Regions from separate parts of the Sus scrofa genome. Here regions 2, 3 and 4 are each linked to region 1. Evidence: chromatin contacts called from public HiChIP or PLAC-seq and promoter capture Hi-C data. All regions are on one chromosome and are shown on one strand. Each heading gives the region's core, a stretch centred on a gene start, on an enhancer-like site or on the middle of the called end of the contact. The rest is flanking DNA. Distances are from core to core; before and after follow the strand shown.

What was found. Promoter capture Hi-C pulls out the DNA fragments that hold promoters and counts their contacts. HiChIP or PLAC-seq counts read pairs in DNA pulled down with a chosen protein or histone mark.
Region 2: a promoter capture Hi-C map of liver shows a contact between it and region 1, with 4 times the contacts expected there. The contact joins the promoter of FAM193A here to the promoter of LETM1 in region 1. A contact is called at or near these places in 1 of 5 promoter capture datasets (liver) and 1 of 47 Hi-C or Micro-C datasets (liver).
Region 3: a promoter capture Hi-C map of liver shows a contact between it and region 1, with 4 times the contacts expected there. The contact joins the promoter of UVSSA here to the promoter of LETM1 in region 1. A contact is called at or near these places in 2 of 5 promoter capture datasets (fetal liver and liver), 1 of 47 Hi-C or Micro-C datasets (liver) and 1 of 2 datasets of contacts at active chromatin or transcription factors (alveolar macrophages).
Region 4: an H3K27ac HiChIP or PLAC-seq map of alveolar macrophages shows a contact between it and region 1. The contact joins the promoter of HAUS3 here to the promoter of LETM1 in region 1. A contact is called at or near these places in 1 of 5 promoter capture datasets (fetal skeletal muscle), 1 of 47 Hi-C or Micro-C datasets (heart right ventricle) and 1 of 2 datasets of contacts at active chromatin or transcription factors (alveolar macrophages).

The regions. Positions count from the first base shown.
Region 1 is chr8:923,818-928,619 of Sscrofa11.1, forward strand. LETM1 (leucine zipper and EF-hand containing transmembrane protein 1) reads right to left here and starts at 2,676. Exons shown (of 14, transcript NM_001244948.1): 1 at 2,431-2,676. The coding sequence starts at 2,491.
Region 2 is chr8:1,386,261-1,391,062 of Sscrofa11.1, forward strand. It overlaps FAM193A (protein FAM193A), which reads left to right and starts at 2,182. Exons shown (of 22, transcript XM_021100934.1): 1 at 2,182-2,236. LOC102159054 (a long non-coding RNA gene) reads right to left here and starts at 1,521. Exons shown (of 3, transcript XR_304717.3): 1 at 458-1,521.
Region 3 is chr8:571,143-575,944 of Sscrofa11.1, forward strand. It overlaps UVSSA (UV-stimulated scaffold protein A), which reads left to right and starts at 2,159. Exons shown (of 14, transcript XM_021100878.1): 1 at 2,159-2,311; 2 at 3,247-3,382; 3 at 4,443-4,773. The coding sequence starts at 3,285.
Region 4 is chr8:1,196,575-1,201,376 of Sscrofa11.1, forward strand. HAUS3 (HAUS augmin-like complex subunit 3) reads right to left here and starts at 1,943. Exons shown (of 6, transcript XM_021100924.1): 1 at 1,806-1,943; 2 at 1,149-1,207; 3 at 1-512. The coding sequence starts at 371. It overlaps POLN (DNA polymerase nu), which reads right to left and starts at 1,964. Exons shown (of 26, transcript XM_021100921.1): 1 at 1,866-1,964; 2 at 1,149-1,207.

The DNA of each region.
Region 1 (4,802 bases), core at 1,426-3,925:
CTTCCGTCCTCATGGGACTGGCATGCGCCACCAACCAAAAAGCTCCCAGAGCCTTCCAGTTCAAGTTCCATCTTCACTGCTGAAGCATGATTTTTTTTTTTTTTTTTTTTTTTTGTCTTTTTGCTATTTCTTGGGCTGCTCCTGTGGCATAAGGAGGTTCCCAGGCTAGGGGTTGAATCGGAGCTGTAGCCACCGGCCTACGCCAGAGCCACAGCAAGGCAGGATCCGAGCCGCGTCTGCAACCTACACCACAGCTCATGGCAACGCCGGATCCTTAACCCACTGAGCAAGGGCAGGGACCGAACCCGCAACCTCATGGTTCCTAGTCGGATTCGTTAACCACTGCACCACGACGAGAACTCCTCTTTTCTTTCTTTTTTTTTTTTTTTAAAAGGGTCTCACCTGCAGCATATGGAGGTTCCCAGGCTAGGGGTCCAATCAGAGCCGTAGCTGCCCGGCCTACACTACAGCCACAGCAACGCCAGATCTGAGCCTCGTCTGCAACCTACATCACAGCTCACAGCAACAGAGGATGCTTAACCCAATGAGTAAGGCCAGGGATCGAACCTGCATCCTCTTGGATACTGGTGGCATTCATTACCGCTAAGCCACAACAGGAACTCCAAGGCATGATTGACTGAGTCCTTGGCCACTGGATATGATCAATCTCCAAGCCCTTCCCCAAACTGACTTCTTCCTATCCCACACCTTTCTTTTCCTGGCTTCCAGAAAAGCACACTCTGCATTCTCCCCACTAAGCTGCTCCAGGCAGCACCCTCCCTGCCCATCTCCAGATCCTCCCTGGCACTCTGTACTGGCACACATGCAGGTAGGAGACCCCGAGTCCTATGGGCACCTCACTCTCAGCAGCTCCAAGGACTTCCCGCTTCCCTTTGCCTGCTCCTCCCCAGCACTCCCTTGTTCCACTAAGGCGGGAGGCTGGGCCCCGCCACTCTTATACCCAGTCCTTGGCGGATCTGGTCAGCCCATCCTAAGTGCCAGCCCATTCCCAGAGAACACAGCCTGCAAAGGGCTGAAAGCAGAGGAAGCTGACAGACACCACCTCAGCTTGGCGATCAGTGTCAGCCTGGAGCACTGGAGGTCCTCCTGCCGCAGGCACTTCTCCCCCCCCATAAGGGAAATCTGAATTTACTGTGGACCTTAGTTAAGGACAACGTGTTACTGCTGGTTTACTCATTAAAACAACGGCCCACGCTGTGACTGAAGATGCCAGCAACCGGGGAGATGTGCTGCCCCCCCACACAACAAGCAGGAGCGTCACTGCTGAGGATGTGTTTGGACTCTGGCTCCCACAGCCCAGCCCTGGGCCCTGCAGGCTCTGGTGCCCTGCAGGTCCCACAGCAAATGAGCTGTCAGACTACCTCTCAGCCTCTTAATGTCTGCGTGAAGCACGGTGCCAACTACAGGAAACACTTGTATCCCTGGAATGATACAATCAGGGAACACACTCCGCTAATTTTTAAACCATAAGCAGGCTACAGAAATGTGTGTGGCCCATCACCATTATGAGGCAAGAGGTACAGACAGGGCTCTGCAGCAGACAGAAAGATCACAGGCTGGTCTGGGCACCCACACTGTTCACACAGTGAACTCTTGCCTCTCTGAAGATCTGAGCAGCCAATCAGCCACTGTTGTTAAAAATGACAATAACAGTTTCTCCCGGGGCCTTTAGACACAGTAAAGCACCATGACACATGCAGTTTTACTTCAGAACCTCAATTTTCTAGGACAAAAAATAAGGAACAAACTCAGAAAAGTTAGCTTAAAAAGAGACACAGAGAGTGAGGGTTAGGGCGGGCACGCTACGTGTGGGTCCCGAAGAGCCCCGAGTTAAGTGTGATCTCCGTGTCACAACTAGGGTCACCGAGGCTCCAGGCACTGCCCAGCTGTGGACCCACCCTCCACAGACGCCCAACAACACCCTAAAGATACGGGTCCCGGGGACGTCCTGCAAGCCCACAGGTCCTGATCGCCCGGAACGCGGCCCGAGGGCGCGGCTGTCTCCGCGAGCGGGCCCCCAGTTCCACCCGCCTCAACCGCGGAGGAGCGCCGACACCGTCCCAGGGCTGCCTGGCAGCACCCTCTCTTCCAAACTTTGCTGACCCCGCTCCCGACGCCGCGGCCAGCGGCTGGGCGACTGAGGTCACGGCGCGAGTGAGTCACAGGCCGCCCCGCGCGCCCGCACCCACCGCCCTGCGCTCGCCACGCCCGGCTCACGCCCAGCAGGGCGGGGCGGCGGGCAAGGCCGCTCCCGGCGTGACCCCAAGTCCGGCCTGGGTCCGAGCGCCGCGCCCCGCCCCCCCGCAGCCGCCCGGACGCGGGGGCGCCCGGGTCGGGGCAGGCGGACCCGAGGCCCTCTCCAGCCCGCCGCCTCGGCCCCGAGCCGTCCGCGGGGCGCCGGCCGCTTACCCCTCGGCGGGAGGCGGGCAGGCCCCCGGCCGCGGCAGCTCCTCAGTAAGATGGACGCCATGTGCCCGGCGCGGCGGCCGCCCGGTCTCCTGCGGCTGCTGCTCCTCTTCCGCGGCGGCCGCGGCTCCTCGCCGGCCGGTAGCGCCTCGGCCGGCCCGCAGACGGTTGAGGGCGGCGGTTGGCTGCGGGCGGCGGGCGCTCAGCTCAAGGACCCGGCACCGGCAGCGGCCATGTCCCGGCGCCGACATCCGGTGGCGCGGGGCGGGGCGGCCGGGCCGCCGCTCCCATTGGGCCCCTCGAGCGCCCGGCGCCGGCCAGGTGAGGGGCGGGCCCGGTGAGGGGCGGGCCCGCGCCGCCGCGGACTGCCCGTCCCGGCGTGCCCCGCGGCGACTGCCCCCCCCAGCGCGCTGCATTCTGGGCCGCGGCGCGCCGCCCGGCCCCGCGTGCGGGCCGCACAGGCGTGGGGAGCCGGCGGCGCATGCGTGGTGGGCCCTCCCGCCTTCCCTCTTCCCTGCGGCGGCGGCGGGGGAGTCAGCCCGCAGCGCGCTCCAGCGGCGAGCCGCGCGCGGCAGATGCCCCGGGGACGTTTGGGGAAGGACCCAGCCAGGGGCTGGGGGGCGCCGGCAGCCGGGCATGTCTGGCCGAGCCCTAGGTCGGTGTCGGTCCCGTCCCAGGCCGTCGCTCGCTGCACCTGGGGCCCTGGGTTTAGGGCGGCGCCCGCCAGGGCTGCGCCGAGCCCGCGGGTCCTACCCGCTGACCACGCCGGAAGGGAGGGCCCAGGCAGCCGTGACCTTTGAGCCCCACATTTTCCTTCCCTAAGGTCCGGTCAGACTGTCGCGGGGGCATCGACGAAGTGATGCTTGGAGAGCCGGCAGGGTGGGACTTGGCGGCTCCTGGGGCCCAGCGGACCACGGCCTCCCCAGCAGGTCACGGCCACCAGCTTGCCCCTCAGCCCTTCCCCTGGACGCTCCACCCTGCTTCCCACGCGCAGCCTGTGCTCCTCTCGGGGCCTCCACCCAGAAGGTCTTGTTAGTCCTTCTCACCTCCTCGGCCTGTCTGTCTTGCTCGTTGGTGTAAACCCAGGACCCTGTGTGGTGAGGTTCTGCAGTGCGCACTCAGTGCGTATCTGTTCTCGGGTGCAGGAGTGTGGACTCCTGATCCCAGCAGGCTCCTGAGTCTTCAGGGACTGGTTGAATGGCAATCTTCCCCAGGAGGTTCCCCCCAAACCCAGTCCTCACCATCTGGAAGAAGTAGCCTGCCTGCGGTGGTTTTCCTGAACCTCTCTGAGCGGGAACTGCCAGGTGCTGGACAGGGATGGGCCTAGAATTCCCGCCTCAGAGGGGAGAGGGTGCAGGTGACTTTGAAGATAACATGAAGTGCCTGTATTGACACTGGGCAGTGAGCACTATGGACTTAAAATTCAGGGTTAATCTAAGCTCGCCTATACCTGAAACCCAGGCTTCTACTGCCAACAAACTGTAAAGCCAGGAGAGAGGGGGGCGTAAGGCAGGAGAGTTCTCATTGCCCTGTCCCCATCCAGGGCTAGGCCTGAACCAGGGCCAACAGGTGCTCAGGGTTGGACAGCACCGGCTTTTTAAAGCCCAAAGTGTAGTAATACCCTCCTGTTAGTACAAGTAACTGATTTGGGCTCTGGGCTCCTTAGGGCTCTGTCCCAAAGCTGTCCAGGGGCAGAGGGGAGGCCCCCCAGAGGGGGCAAGAATCAAAGCAGGGTCCTAGCTGGCCGGAAACAGGGCGGGGCAAAGGCAACGACCAACCAATGGGCGTGAGTGTCTGTTTGAAGGACTTTCGAGGACACGCGGCCGGTTGGGGGGGGTGGCAACGCTAATCAGCTGCCTTTGGGATAACTCACCCCTGGTCCAGCCAGGTGGAGTGGAGAGGGAATCCAAAGATAGGGTCTTAACAGGGCGTTGGGGTGCTGTGTCTGTGGCCTCTGGGCACCATCTCTGATGCTCTGCAGCCTGGGCAGAGCAAGGTGTTAGAGTAACTCATTTTTCAACAGTAAGTTTATTGGGTTTCCTGATTATCTGAAGAACATGTGCTTGTAGCACGTTTGTGAAAATGAATATATAAAGAAACAAGTAGAGATGTGACATCTTTGATGCCTTCCTGCCCTGCATCCCTGCAGGCAGTAGTCCCAGGTCGCAGCACCATGGTACACAAATTTGTTTTAAAATCATGGACGCAGTGGTTAACGAATCCAACGAGGAACAATGAGGTTGTGGGTTCGGTCCCTGGCCTTGCTCAGTGGGTTAAGGATCCAGCGTTGCCGTGAGCTGTGGTGTAGGTCACAGACTCGGCTCGGATCCCGCGTCGCTGTGGCTGTGGTGTAGGCCGGCAGCTACAGCTCCAAT
Region 2 (4,802 bases), core at 932-3,431, 460 kb after region 1:
GGTAACTGAGCAAATCCCTCACCATCTATGGACTTGAGTTTCGCATCCATAACATAAGGCTGATGGTGCACATCCTGAGAATGGCTGTGTGGGTGAGATGATACAGCAGCAGGCAGAGGGGCTGGGGCGTAAATGCTTGACAAATGATCATTATTACGTCATTCATTCATCCAGCAAATATTGGACTGCTGTGTGCCCAGCTCTTGCCTGGCAGGAGCTGCGATGCAGAGGTGCAGGAGGTAGACACTCCTATGCCTCCCCGAGTCCCTGCCCCCTAAGACTTGACTTTTCTGGGGGGCTGCTGAACACTAAGAATCTCAATTCAGCGCAATGTGTTCTGATAAGCGAACAGCACAGGGGCTGTGGGAGCGGGCAATGTCTGACCCAGCCCGTGTGGGGAGGGGGCAACCCAAACCATTGCCCCCACTAGAGTGCTAAGGCAAGCATCTCCGCTCACCCTCTCAGCCTTCCTTCAACAGCAGGGTCAGTCCAAACCCTTGGGGAGGGGCCCAGGCAAGAGTGCAAATGGAGGGCCTCTGCTCCTCTGTATCATCGCTCCAGAACCAGTGATGGAACCAAAGGGGGCAAGACAAGTCTCTCGTGCTTCGGTGTTTGTGATGGGTGGGGGCCTCTAGAGCGCAGGATCCAGGCAAAGAACCCCTGTGGTCCGTCTAGGGCAGAACTGTACCTGGGGCTTGTTGAAGATGGGCAAGGGGCCCAGGAAGGAGGGTCCAGGCGGAAAGGCCCCACTGGAAGGCCCGGGAGGGTCTGCCGGGGTTCGTGGCCTGTGCGGTGGATGAGTTCAAGATCGTGAGAAATGGCTGGACTGCTCCGGTGCTTTGCAGGGCAGCAGGGCCCCAAGAGTCCAGGCGACGACTGCACGGGGCCGCAGGGAGAGGGCGAGCTCGGAAGGGCGCCTCCAGGCCGGGGGTTCTAAGCTAACTGCCAGGTCTGCCGGCTCGCGGCGTTCCCTGGCCCAGAGCGGACCCCGACCGACCGCCGCCGGGTCCAGCGCTTTCCAGACGCCCTCCGGAACTCGCCCAACCCACGGAGGCGGGTTATTCTCGTCCCATTGAGTCACCTGGGCTCGGGCGACGGGCCCGACCCAAGGTCACATAGCCAGTCAGTTGGGAATGCGGACTCGAACCCACAGCCGGGCCAAGGTCACCGGGCCTTTCTTGGAGGGTCAGATCCGGGGCTACCCGCCCGGCGCGTCCCGAAAGCCAGGCCGGCCAGGCCTGCAGACCCCGCGGCAGAGGCGCGGGGCGCGGGGGCGTCTGGGAGCCTGTCAAAGAGGCGGAACTCCTCGCCACCAGCCTTGTAGTTCGCCTACTGAGGGCGACGCAGCCCTGTGCTGGCCAGGCCCCTCCGCCCAACTACAAGTCCCAGAAGGACCTGCGGAGTGGGCGGAGCTTGCAGCTCGACCGCGCGGTGACGCCACCGCCGCCTCCAGCTCCCCCGCCGCAGCCCCTCGCAGCGTCTGGGCGCTCGACCGCGCGCGGCCTGACGGGAATCGTCGTCCCTCCGCCGGGCACCCCTAGCGGCGGCGCTGGCGCGTGGACTCCAGGTCCCAGCGTGCTTTGCGCTCCGGCGCACGTTAACGGCGGGAGGGGAGGGCGCGGCAGAGGGGGAGCGGCGCTCGGAGGGCGGAGTAAGGCGGGGGGGGAGGGCGCCCACACCCCTCCCCCTCCCCGCCGCTCCTTCCCCCTCCCCCGACGTAAACTGGGATCCCTTTCCCCTTGTGTCCGCCATATTGGACTCTAACTCTGGTCAGCGGCGGCGCCGGGCCCGGTGGACTCGCCGTTGCTCCCGCCCAGCGGCCGCCCCGCAGCTCCCGCCCGCCCGGCCCTCCCCGCCCGGAGGCGACCCCGCGCAGCGCCCCCCGCCCGCGGCCGGCCGGAGCGCCCCGCCGCCGCCGCCTCAGCCTCCCCGCCTTCCCCGCCCTCCGCCGCCGCCCGCGGCCCCGCGCCCGCTCCGCGCCCTCCCCGCCCGCCGCCCTCCCGCCATGAGCCCGGCCGACGCTAAGCGCGGGGCCAAGCGCCGGAAGAACAAGCGGGGCGGCGGCGGCGGCGGCTCGGGCGGGGGCAACGGCGGCGCGGGCAGCGGCAAGGCCGGCCCGGCGGCGGCGCTGCGCGGCTCCCAGGCCCCGGGCCTGGCGGCCCCGGGCGGCGCGGCGGCGGCCAACGGGCCCCTCGGCGCGGGCGCGGGCGGCGCCGCCCCCGGAGGCTACTTCGAGGTAAGCGGGGGCGGGCGGAGGGCGCGGTAACGGGCGCGGGGCGGGGGCCGCGGTCCGCTCGCGCCCTGACAGCCTCCCGCGGGCACGGCGGGCCCCGGTGGGAGGCGCGCCGAGCCTGGGGCTGGGCTGCCGCGCGCCAGGTGCCGCATCTCCAGGAGCGCGGCGCCGCCTGCCCACCTGCGCGGCGCTGTCACGGGCCCGGGGGTGGTGCCGCGTCGCCCGGCGCGGAGCTCGTCCTTGAGGTTGCTCGGGTGCGATTCCCGAAGAACTGGGAGTCAGGTGACGAGCGGGGCTTCCCTGGCGGGGCCCACCTCCTCCACGCCCTTGCGAAAGTGTCTCCTGGAAGTTTTCTTTTTCTTCTCCAGTGTGGTCATTGGAGAGACACCTGACAGTCTTCTGGAGGTGGTGGCCCCGGCTCTGCATCCTCTGCTTTTTAAAAGTTTTTTAGAGGTAATTGGTGGTCTGGTCACTCAGGCCTGTTATGTAGGGCTTGAACTTAAGGCATTTGAATAGGAATTTTTTCTGTTTTACTTTTGAAGGCAGCTGGCACACACTGCCTCTGTCAGTTGTGGATTGCTGCCACTTTTATTCCTCTCCTGGTCCCAGCACTTTCCAAGACGCAGTACTGGGTCGTGGGTATGCCGTTGGCAGTCATTTCTACCCGTTGAGTTGTGTCCTAAAAGAGAATGGATTTATTTCCAGAGTTGTCTAGTTGGAACTGTTAGGTAAAGACGTTTGCAACAGTAACAAGAGGCAACAGACAAAAGCCTCATCAGGAGTGTTTATTTGTGTGCCCAGTTCCAAGACAGTAGTTGTTTTATGCGAGATTATAAATACCGTGTTGGAGTGGTGTGCAGGGAGAGTGCATGGGAAGTCGTTGCATGTGCCATAGCTCTCTGATGCCTATGCTCTTGTATGAACTTGCAGCAAGGTGTGTGTATGCTTTAGTGTTTTGAGTGCTCTCTGCAGTTGGAGCTTTCTTAGATTGTATGTCAGATTTGTTTTGGATCCTGGGTCAGAGCCCTTGACCTCACCGTCTCCGGAGGTTACCGTTCCTCAGTATACTAGAGAGCGAAACAGGTGGAGTTCTGAGGATCCAGAATGAGGCTTGTGGATTTGCATCAGTGGAGTGTAAATTAAGGGCAGTGTTTACTGCAGGAGGGGAGGAGAGGGGAGGGTGGGACGTCTGCCTAAGTAGGTCTTTTACAAAAACGTTGACAATCTTGGCTGTACCTGGATGTAAAATACACCTACTTCTGTTGATTTAATGAAAGCAGGGTGGTGGTGCAATAAAAATTCTTTCACTGGCCTTTCATAACATTATTTCAGGCTTTGATAATTCTCACTTATTTTGCGATATTTAGCTAAAATAACCTTTTAGTTAGTTTTTATTTGTTGGCTTGGCCGTGTAGCAGCTTGATATGGGATCTCAGTTCCCAGACCAGAGATCAGACCCTGGCCACAGGTGGTGAAGGTGCAGAGACCAGACCCCCAGGGAACTCCTCTTTTAGTTGCTGTTCTTTTGCCACACCTGCAGCATATGGAGATTCCCAGGCCAGGGGTCACATCAGAGCTACAGCTGCTGGCCTACACCACAGCCACAGCAGCACCAGATCTGAGCCTTGTCTGCGACCTACACCACAGCTCCCGGCAATGCCAGATGCTCAACCCACTGAGCGAGGCCAGGGATTGAACCTGCAACCTTATGGTTCCTAGTCGGATTTGTTTCCGCTGTGCCATGACAGGAACTCCTAGTGCTATTCTGATCATGCTTTTCAAACTCAGATGACCGTATGCCTAGTATTATTTTTGACAGGACTGTCTTTTTCTGTTAAACTTAACAAATGCGGAGTTTTTGGCCATGACCCACTATAAGATAAAAAATAGATTAAGACTTGTTCCTTCTCACCCTGGGCACGCACAGACACCTGCGAGGGCACACACACAGCCACCTGCGGGGGCACGCACAGACACCTGCGAGGGCACGCACACAGCCACCTGCGAGGGCACACACACAGACACCTGCGAGGGCACACACACAGGTCGCAGGTGTCACAAAACAACATTTCGATACTTTTTGATATTTTCTCTTCTGTTCATTAATAAAGTGATGGTTGTAGTAAACAGAATTATTTTATTATGTACTGTTAAGTTGTGACTTGCACCTTTAAAAACATTCTCTTTTACTATATTTTAAAGTTTTAAAGCCACGTTTTATGTTTCAAAATTTCTTCACAGAGTGTTTTTGTTTTTTGTTTGTTCTTGTCTTTTTAGGACTGCACCAGGGGCATATGGAGGTTCCCAGGCTAAGGGTTGAACTGGAGCTGTAACTGCCAGCCTACACCCCAGCTACAGCAACTAGGCTGCATCTCCGACCTACACCATAGCTTATGGCAACGCTGGATCCTTAACCCAGTGATCGAGGCCAGGGATGGAACCCTCGTCCTCACGGATGCTTGTTGGGTTCGTTAACCACTGAGCCACAATGGGAACTCCTCTTCACAGTGTTTTAATAATAGAGCATTAAAAATCCTCTTTATGGGGAGCTCTCATTGTGGTGTGGTGG
Region 3 (4,802 bases), core at 909-3,408, 350 kb before region 1:
GACCTCACTTAACCTTAAATACCTCCAAAACAGTCACACAAGGATCAGGGTTTGAGCGAGTTGGGGATGGTTGGGGACGCAATTCAGGCCAGGAATGTGGACTATCTATCCCCTTATTCACATCTGCTTTCATTTCTTTTTTTTTTGTCTTCTTAGGGCCGTACCCACAGCACATGGAGGTTTCCAGACTAGGGATCGAATCGGAGCTACAGCTGCCGACCTACACCACAGCTCACAGCAAAGCCGGATATTTAACCCACTGAGCAAGGCCAGGGATCGAACCTGTGTCCTCATGGATACTAGTCAGGTTCATTACCACTGAGCCACAACAGGAATTCCTTTTTGAAAAAAATTATTTTTTTCCTCTCCTCTTTCTTTCTTTTTTTTTTTTTTTTGTCTTTTTAGGCCACGCCCACAGTATATGGAGGTTCCCAGGCTAGGGGTCTAATCAGAGCTGCAGCTGCCAGCCTACACCACAGCCATAGCCACGCCAGATCCGAGCTGCGTCTGTGGCCTACACCACAGTTCATGGCAATGCCAGATCCTTAACCCACGGAGGGAGGCCAGGGGTCGAACCCACAACCTCATGGTTCCTAGTTGGATTCGTTAACCACGGAACCATGACAGGAACTCCTCTCCTCTTTCTTAGCCGCTCATGGAGATGTACTGTCACAGAGCCACCCTTTCAACGTGTACAACGCCAGGTTTAGTATGGTGATGAGATGGGCAACCACTTCTAATTCCAGATCACGGGAGCTCCCTGGTGGTCCAGCAGGTGAAGACTCAGCATTGTCACTGCTGTGGTGCAGGTTCCATCCCCGGCCTGGGAATTTAAGCATGCCTGGGGAGTGGCCAAAAAAGTCTAGATCATGTAAACCTGCTACAATGGAAAAAATAAAAACCATTAAAAAAAAGTCTAGATCATGTTTGTCACCCCAAAAAAGAACCTCTGCGGCCATCAGCAGCTGCTTCCCTTCACCCCGACAGCAGCCCACACGGGTGACAAGTCTGCTTTGGACTTGCCTTTTGCAAGCATTGCCGTCTAAATGGCCTCACCCTCCATCTGGCCTTTGTGACGGCCTCCTTTCACCTAGTGTCCTGTTTTGAAGGCGAACCCCTGTTGAAGCGCACCAGTGCTGCAGCCGGTTTTGGCTGAAGGCAGGCCCACTCTGCCCCGTCACCTGAGGGGCACGGGGCTGTCTCCACCGCTGCACGAAGGCCTGTGCCATGGCCGCGACGTCCACCTTCCGGGAGGTGCCCGTCTTCAGTGCCTTCGCTCCACTCTGCCCCTCCCCGGCCCTGAAAACCCCCAACTCGCTCGCTCCCTGGCGCCCGTCTGTGCTGGTGCCGTGGGCACTGAGAGCCAAGCGGGCCTGCCAAGGGAAGGCAGAAACAAGAGCGGGGGCGCGGCCGGTGTGGAGGCCCTGGGCTGCGGCGCAGAGCCCAACAGAGGGCCGGGCGCCCGGGGCTGGGAGGCGGGAAGCGGCGGGCGGGAGAACACCTGGTGCACATGTCCCGGCGGCTGGCCCACGGCGGTCCACTGGCTCGGGGGCATCACCTGGCACTTGGGGTCCCCGGCTGCGTGAGGAGCAAATGCCCAAGCCGAGGAGCCCCCGCCTCCGTTTCGTGGGACCACCGGGCGGGCGGGAAACAGGCCTGGAAGGGTGCCCCGGACACCGCTCCCTGCGCGGCCCTCGGACCTGGGAAACACAGCCGCGCAGCCGACGCTCTTTGCCGACAGCAGGGTCGCAACCCTCGGCGGAGGGCTGGGGGCACCCGCCTCCACCCTGTCCCCATTCGGGCCCTCCGAGCGGTGCCCGTCCGGACGCCCTGTCGCGGGGGCTGACCCGAGCACCGCCACCCTTCCAGCGGTCGCGCGGAGGAGGCCGCGTTCGCACCCCTCAGGCCCGCCCCACCCTTGGCCCGCGCACGCGGCCCCTTTAAGGACTTGCTGCGCCCGCCCGCCTCCTTTTTCTCGCGCGTCGCTCTCCCCAGCGGCCCCGCCCCCGCCGGGAGCGCGCCTGCGTCACCGCGCAGACTTCGGCCGCGACCCGGCATCCGCGCCTCCCGGGTCAGGGCCCGCCGTCGCTCGGGGTCATGTGACAGGCGTGGGCGGGGCCCCCACCGGAAGGGGCGGGCTAGCGTGACAGCGGCGGCGGCGTCGCCCGGTCGATGCGGTCCTGGCCGCGCCGACCTTCGCCCTCGCGCCGCCGGGGCCGGAGCGAGCCAACCACTGCAGCGATCGGGGGCACGTGACGGGGGCGGGCCCTTCGCCGGAAGGGCGGGGCGAGGCGAGCGGCCTGGTCGCGCGGTAGGTGCCGAGGTCGCCGCGCCGCTGGGGGGGGAAGGGGCAGGGGGAAGGGGCGGCGGGGCGGGGTCCGAGGGCGCGCCTTCTCGCGGGACGCCCCTCCTGCACCCCTCCCCGGACGCTGCTCCCGGCCCCGCCTCCCCGCCGCCGGGGCTCCCCACGCACCCGCAGGTCGGCCCGACGGGTCCTTGGGCCGCGCGGTGCTGGGGGTGTGCTCGAGAGAGGGACCCTGGCCTCGGCCGCCGCGGGTGTATTGAGCCCATGTCGTGACCCTACACGTTACCGTTGGCGAGCGCGCCGGGGGAGGCTGGGCACACCTGCCCCGTCCGTCCCTCCTTCCGCCCAATGAAGCTGAGCCCTACGGCCCCCCAGGCGTCCTGGCCACCCGTGCCCCCGTGGGCGTTGAGCGACCCGGCCCCTTCCTGCCTGCGCACCTGCTGCGCGGGCGCCTTGGCCTCCTGGACACCGGTCTCTGGGCGGCGCCCCGCGCGGTGGTCAAGTCGCAGCCACTGGCTTTGCTCTCTGGAGGCTGCCTGTGGCCTGCGGGTGAATAGCAGAGTTGGCAGGGAAGAGGCGCCGCGGCAGTCGTGTGGAAAACTGATTTAAACGTAACGCAGACAGTTCCGTTCCTTCCCTTAACTCGGGATGGGTGGGACAGAGCCTTGACTGCAGCCTCTGCCCCGCTCAGCGTGAGAGTTATTGTCCTTTTCTTAATTACTCCCCCAGAGTCCTTGGCCCGGCCTGGCATCTCGCCTTGAATTGTGGTATTTCACAGAAACACAGCAACCCCTGTGAGATGGTCCAGGAGGTTCATCTGGCAGAGGCCAGGCCGTGAGGACCCAGCCTTGCACCCATGTCCCAGTGCCCAGCATGCAGTAGAGCCCAGCACACAGTCGTTAATAAAGTCAAGAGCCCTGAAGTACCGCGTGCCCCTACAGGTAGTTGCTTAGCACCTCTGTGCTCCGCATTTCTACACATGGAGCAGCAGCTCTCAAAGTTGGTGGAAGAGCTCACGATGTCGGGAGAACCCCAGCTGAGTCCTGGGAAGATGAAGGAGCTGAAGAAGATTTGCAAGTACGTCTGAGGTTCAGCCTTTCACGGTGACGGGCTGGCTCCACAAGTCCTGACAGCCCTGGGAGGTTGTCCAGCTCCCCCTGGGGTCAGCCCTCCCCTGCCTGTCCCCAGGATGCCCATCTGCTGGGGAAGAAGCGGCAAAGGAACACTCCCAGGGCCCTGCGGCCCCCAGCCGGGGCAGTGGTCCTGTCCTGAGGTGGGGAGGACACAGCGGGGCTGCGGGTTCTGCCTTTCCGTACCACGGGAAGGAGGCTGGAGGTCAGAGTGGGCTCTGCGGCTCAGCAGGACCTACCTGTCTGGTTTTTCCTGGCTGCCTGTTTGGCATGTGGAAGTTCCTGGGCCAGGGATTGAACCCGAGCCACAGTAGTGACAACCCTAGGTCCTTAATCGGCTGCGCCACAAGAGAACACTTGGTTTCATTTGCTTTGTTTTGAGGACCTACCTGTCTTTGGAACACATACACCCCTCTCTTTTCCTCCCAGATGCGGGTACATAAGCCGAGGTGGTTGCTGTTATCCTTGTTCTGTATTTGCAAAACAGGAGAGCTTAAGTGAGGAGTGTTTACATTTGGGTAAAAACCTGAGATCAGGTTTCACTGCACACCCCAGAAAACCTCCAAACAGCGGGGCTTAAAGAGTGGAGGTTCCTGGGAAAAGGAGAAGCAAGAGGGGGTAAGGGTGTGTGCCTGCCCCTCCTAGGGCAGAAGTCCCCGGAGCTTTGGGGGTGGGGCCGGCAGCCCTTGACCCAGCAGCATGGGCTCTGGCAGTAAAGTCTGCCTCTTGCCAGCCAGGCGTGGGGATGGACATGCCCGTGTCCCGGTGAAAGTAGGTGCCCAACGCCGAATCTCATGCAGCAGGGCAGGAAGTGGCCGTCTCTTGGCCAGCCTTAGCCAAAGAAGTGAAAACCGCGCTTGGCTTCGCAGCCATACCGAAACAGGCAGGGGATTTGGCCCGCGGGCCGTTTGTCCTCCCTGTTCCGGGGGACTGGGGGACGGGCAGAGGACTGCGAGGCCCCCCTTGCGCGTGTGTCAAGCACTTGATGAGGGCGGCTCTGTCCCCAGGTCTTCAGAAGAGCAGCTCAGCCACGCCTACCACCTGCTGATGGCCCAGCTCCGCCAGGACCACGCCGAGGTCCGCCTCTCCGCCTTCCAAGTCCTGGACCAGCTCTTCACCCGGTCTCACCAGTTCAGGATGCTGGTTGTTTCCAACTTCCAGGAGTTCCTGGAGCTCACGCTGGGCACCAACCACGAGCGGCCCCTGCCCCTCCCCAGGGAGGTCGCGCAGAGGCTGAGGCAGGCCGCCACTCAGGCCGTCCGTGGCTGGAACGAGAAGTATGGCTCAGCCTATAAGAAGCTGGCCGTGGGCTTCCACTTCTTAAGGCACAGCAAGCAGGTGAGCAGGCCTGGCACGGCGCTGCCTGT
Region 4 (4,802 bases), core at 693-3,192, 270 kb after region 1:
TGGCATTTGTTACGTCGCTGAATTTTCAGGCTCTTTAATTTCTGCAGAGTTTGAACCTCATTCTCTAATTTCTCTAGCTCTTTGTCATTCAGGGTAGGTGTCTTCAAATCAGAAGCTTTACAGGTTTTAAGAACTTCATCCAATGCTGCTCCTTCTAGGATGGGCTTGCCTGATTTTTGAAGAATGTTAAAAGCTTCCAGTTCCTCTTCAGACAACACATTCTGTTCACTCACATTCCCACAAAACCACTTCAAAAATGATTCATTTTCAGCAGTCTCAAACAACCAGTCAAAATCTTCCCCATTAAGAATATCAGCTTTGGGGTAATCTATTTTTTTTAATGTTTCCACAAACTCTTTTCCACAACTCATGGTTTAACTACCCAATTTCTTTTATAAGTGATAAGGCTTTATGGTATTGATATTCATAAAATAAATCCAAATACATACAAAACTAATGTTAAGTCCACAGGGAAGGGAGAAAAGTATTTTTAGAATCTATAATAATTCCTCCTAGAGGGAAAAAAAAACAAGTATTAGACCCAAATAAGGCAACTATATCTTTAAAAGAATGATACAGATAAATATCACAAGGTATTTGGGAACCATCTATCCCACAGATAGTTGTAGCAGAAAAACCTGATAAAGAGAAACAATGAGAATATTACTTAGAACACTACAACAGTAAGGAAAACTTAATTAACCATAATTTTTTTCCAAAGATAACATGGTTTAAAATACATTAAACTTCCCATTTGGGCTCAGCAGGTTAAGAACCCAACTAGTAGCCATGAAGATACGGGTTCGTCCCCTGGCCTCACTCAACGGGTTAAGGATCCAGCATTGTGAGCTGTGGTGTAGGTCGCAGACATGGCTTGGACCTGGTGTGGCTGTGGCCTAGGCCGGCAGCTGCAGCTGTGATTCCACCCTTAGCCTGGGAACGTCCTTCTACATGCCGCTGGAGTGGCCCTAAAAAACAAACAAAAAAACCCCCGCTATATTTTATAGTGTAAGGGTTCAGTTTTTAATTTAAAATAAACGAATCTAAACATGTCCAAGCCATCATGCAGCAAAGGAGCCTCTTTTCTCTGTCCTTCTTGAGAAAATGTAAATAAACATAGGATTTTTGAGAGTCAGCTAAATATTTACCTCAATGACTCAATCAGCATCCACCTTCGAGACAGAACCCAAGTCCAGACACAATCGACCTGGTGCAGAGAAAATCAGGTTTAAGAACCACTCCGGCTTGAGACGCACCAAAGGACCGAGCAGTCATCAAGTAACGGTATTCCAGGCATGTTACTTTCAACAAGGGGAAAGTCCCGGAGTCGGACTGAGTGACGGGACACGAGGTACATGAGGTACAGACGAGGGTCGCACTGACTCCTCTGCGGCCCTCTGTGACCCTGTGTGGTTCAGCGACGACCTGCACGCGTGCCGAGAAAACAACCGTCCTCAAACCTCAGAGTCGGCCTCGAAGACAAACTGCACGAACCCCAGCGGGTGACGGGCCGGCTGGGGCGTCCCAGCAGCGCCTCGGGGCCAGGCCGGACCCCAGGCCGCGCCCCCCGCCCCGGCGTCCCCCGCCCGCTAGAGCCCCCCCCCGGGAGCCCCGCCGGGCCCCCGGCCCCCCTGCCGGCGCCCCCAGCCAGCCCCGGAGCCCCCAGTCTCCCGCCGCGCCCTCCGCCCCTCACTCCGCCCCGGACGCGGCCGCTCGCCCTGAGGACCGCGACTACACCGCGCGGGCACACACTCGCGCGCCTGAAAAACGTCCCCAGGGGCTCCCAGAAGAGGCAGACCACTGACCGGCGCTGCTCCCACAGCCCCCCGCCCGCTCGCGAGCACCGCGAGGCCCGGGCCGCTCGCCTCAGGAGGCTCTGCTCGCTTCAACTGCCAGTCTCCCCGCGCCTCGCACTGCCTCACGGGAGCGCGGCTCCCGCCCGCGCGCGCGCGCGCCGGAAGGGGAGGCTGGGCCGCCGGAGGCGGTCTGCGCAGGCGCAGTGGCGGAAGAGGCGGGGCCTGGGGGGGCGGGCCCCGTCCTGACGCCTGCCAGCAGGAAGCGAGCTGATTGGCTTCCCGCCGCAGGGGCGGGACCAGGACGCGCGTCGGGTTGAGGAGGGGTCTGGGGGTAGCCTCGCGGAGCGGTCGGGTCTCGCGGGGCTGTGCGCCTGCATGCAGCCCGCCCTGGGTCCTCGCTCTCTGTGGAGGGCTCTCAGGGTCCCCCTCGCTGGGTCGGGAGCGCGCACGCCCTGCCCCCCGCCCGCCGCGTGACCGGGCAGCCCAGGCTGGGTGGCCGTTGCTTCCGGTCCTCCCAGGCCCCTGGGCCGCCCTCCCCTCCGGAGTAGGCGTGGACAAGCTCGCGGAGCAGACCCACTCGCTTCAGTCTTGAAAGATGAATGCTACTTTGCAAGAGTACTCCGTTCCCGAACTCTCACCTGACAATCTCATTTTCAAAATCTGACTTTTAAAAGTTGAAATTATAGCTCATATAAACAGAGCCGTTCTGTTTACGATGGATCACTTTTTCCAAGCAGAAGATGCTGCAGTCGGTGAAAGTAGCAGTGCTTCTTAAATAAGATTGCCAAGTTTGAGGTAAATCTGGTTGACGGCCCGCCCTACAGGCCAATGAAATCAGACGTTTGAGGTTATCATTTGTGTTGGACAGAATTCATTTGCATCTGTACCAGGCCAAAATCATTTTGACTTCCCAGTCTTCTACAAATTAACATCTAAATGTGCAAGGTTGGGGCCCTAGCCCTCTCTGCAGTCCGTGTGCCCACACGCCCAGCATCAAATGACCCTAAGGTAGCTAATTAGATAACGGCAGGGTCTGGTGTGGTCTGGTGTGATGTTGGAAGGGCAGAAGTCTCTCTGGATGACTTTTCTTAGTGTTTTGTTTTGGTTTTTTAGGGCTTTAGGGCCGCACCTGCGGCATATGGAAGTTCCTAGGCTAGAGGTTGAATGGGAGCTGCGGCTGCCAGCCTACATCACAGCCACAGCAATGCCTGATCTGCTTCAGCTCACCGCAAGGTGGGATCCTTAACTGACTAAGCGAGGCCAGGGTTTGAACACCATCCTCATGGATACTAGTCAGGTTCTTAACCCACTGAGCCACAAGGGAACGCCTTACTATTTTTAAGGAAAGGATAAAGTTATGGGGCAGATGTCATGCATTAATCTTGAACGTACTTCCTATTCTTCATCTTCCTATTCTTCATTTGTTTAACTTTTCTAAGCCTCTTCAACAAGACACTAAAGCCTAAAATGATTGGAAAAACAAACATCACAAAAGGAAAAATTCAGAGAGCAGTGCCTGGGCTGACCCCAGGGGCCTGGACGCGGGAGGAGATGGTCCTATTGGCAAGGCAAGCTGGGCGGGTAGGTTGCAGCCCCTGGGCGGGGAAGACTCCCTTGCCCAGCCTGGGCACCACTGATGGGGGCGGGGGAGGGGGATGTGCCGCCAGCAGAGGAGCTGAGCCGGCTTATGGAGAGGAAGTGGATGCTGTGTAGGCAGCGCCTTCAAGAAATTCTGCTGAGGAGGCAAAGATTGAGGGAGAGAGAGCGAGAGAGCAGCAGGACAACAGGAGATGAGGGGGTGGGAAGGCAGAGCTGTGGGGAGGGCTTTTTTGTTTTAAGATGGGAGGAACTTGAGGATATTTATAGACTGTGAGGAGCAACTCGGAAGAGACGGAGTAAAGATGCCAGAAAGAACAGGGCTGCTGTATAGACAGACCCCCAGGAAACCGATGGTGAGAGCGCAGCACCAGGCCGAGTTGGGAGCCCCCCTTTCCGAGCGACTCCTTTCTGGACCTGCAGCAAATTCCCCTTATGGTTTTGAATTGCTGACCGTAGTTAGCAATTGCTTGAAAAATGTTTGTGGGGCCAAAAAAAGCCATAAAAATCTAAAGTAAAAATCACACCCGTATTAGCCCCAGGGTACAAATGACAAATGATAACTATGTGGACTCAGGAAGTTTTCCTCAAAAACTTGACGTATTGAGGCATTTCTGTACTTGAGGTTGCATTTCGAATTTAAGAAAGCTGGTATGTTACATTTACTTTTTTTTTTTTCTTTTTAGGGCCAGATTTGCAGCATATGGAAGTTCCCAAGCGGAGGGTCGAATCAGAGCTACAGCTGCGGGTCTACACCACAGCCGCAGCAGCTCGGGATCCTTAACCCACTGATCCAGGCCAGGGATCAAACCCACATCCTCATGGATACTAGTCGGGTTCATTACCACTGAGCCACAGTAGGAACTCCTACATTTATTTCTAAGCTTTCCTTCCTCCCATCAGAATCATTTGGGGCTTTAGCGGGGAACTTAGGGAGTCAAAAGGTAAGGGGGACCCAGGAACGAATCTTCCCCGAGAAAGCCCATGAGACTCGGCTGGACTAAATAAACCGAAACACAGACTGTGAGCATCAAGCGTTTTTGTCGTCTGCTTCCCTCCTGTGGACATCTCTTTTCTCCTATTAACACTCAAAAGTAATTGAGGTTTTGGACAGTTTCTTTTCAGATATGATAAGCTGCAGGCTGAGGCTGAACATTCGCTTTCAGGGGGACTGTTCAGTGGTGGTGATGGGGTCCACTCTTCCAGAGGGGGAGTGACACTCTCAGAGTCGGAAGATCCTGCAGTAACAAAAGTGGCAAACCTGGAGAGAGACTGAGGCAGGAGCATCAAATGCACTGGGGACAGGAGGAGCCAGCTCGGGGCACCTTGGGGGCGGCCTTGGGGGCAGAAGACTTGGACTTGATGGCCGGAGAGAGAGCATCTGCTGACCGTGCACGTCCAGCTGAGCAA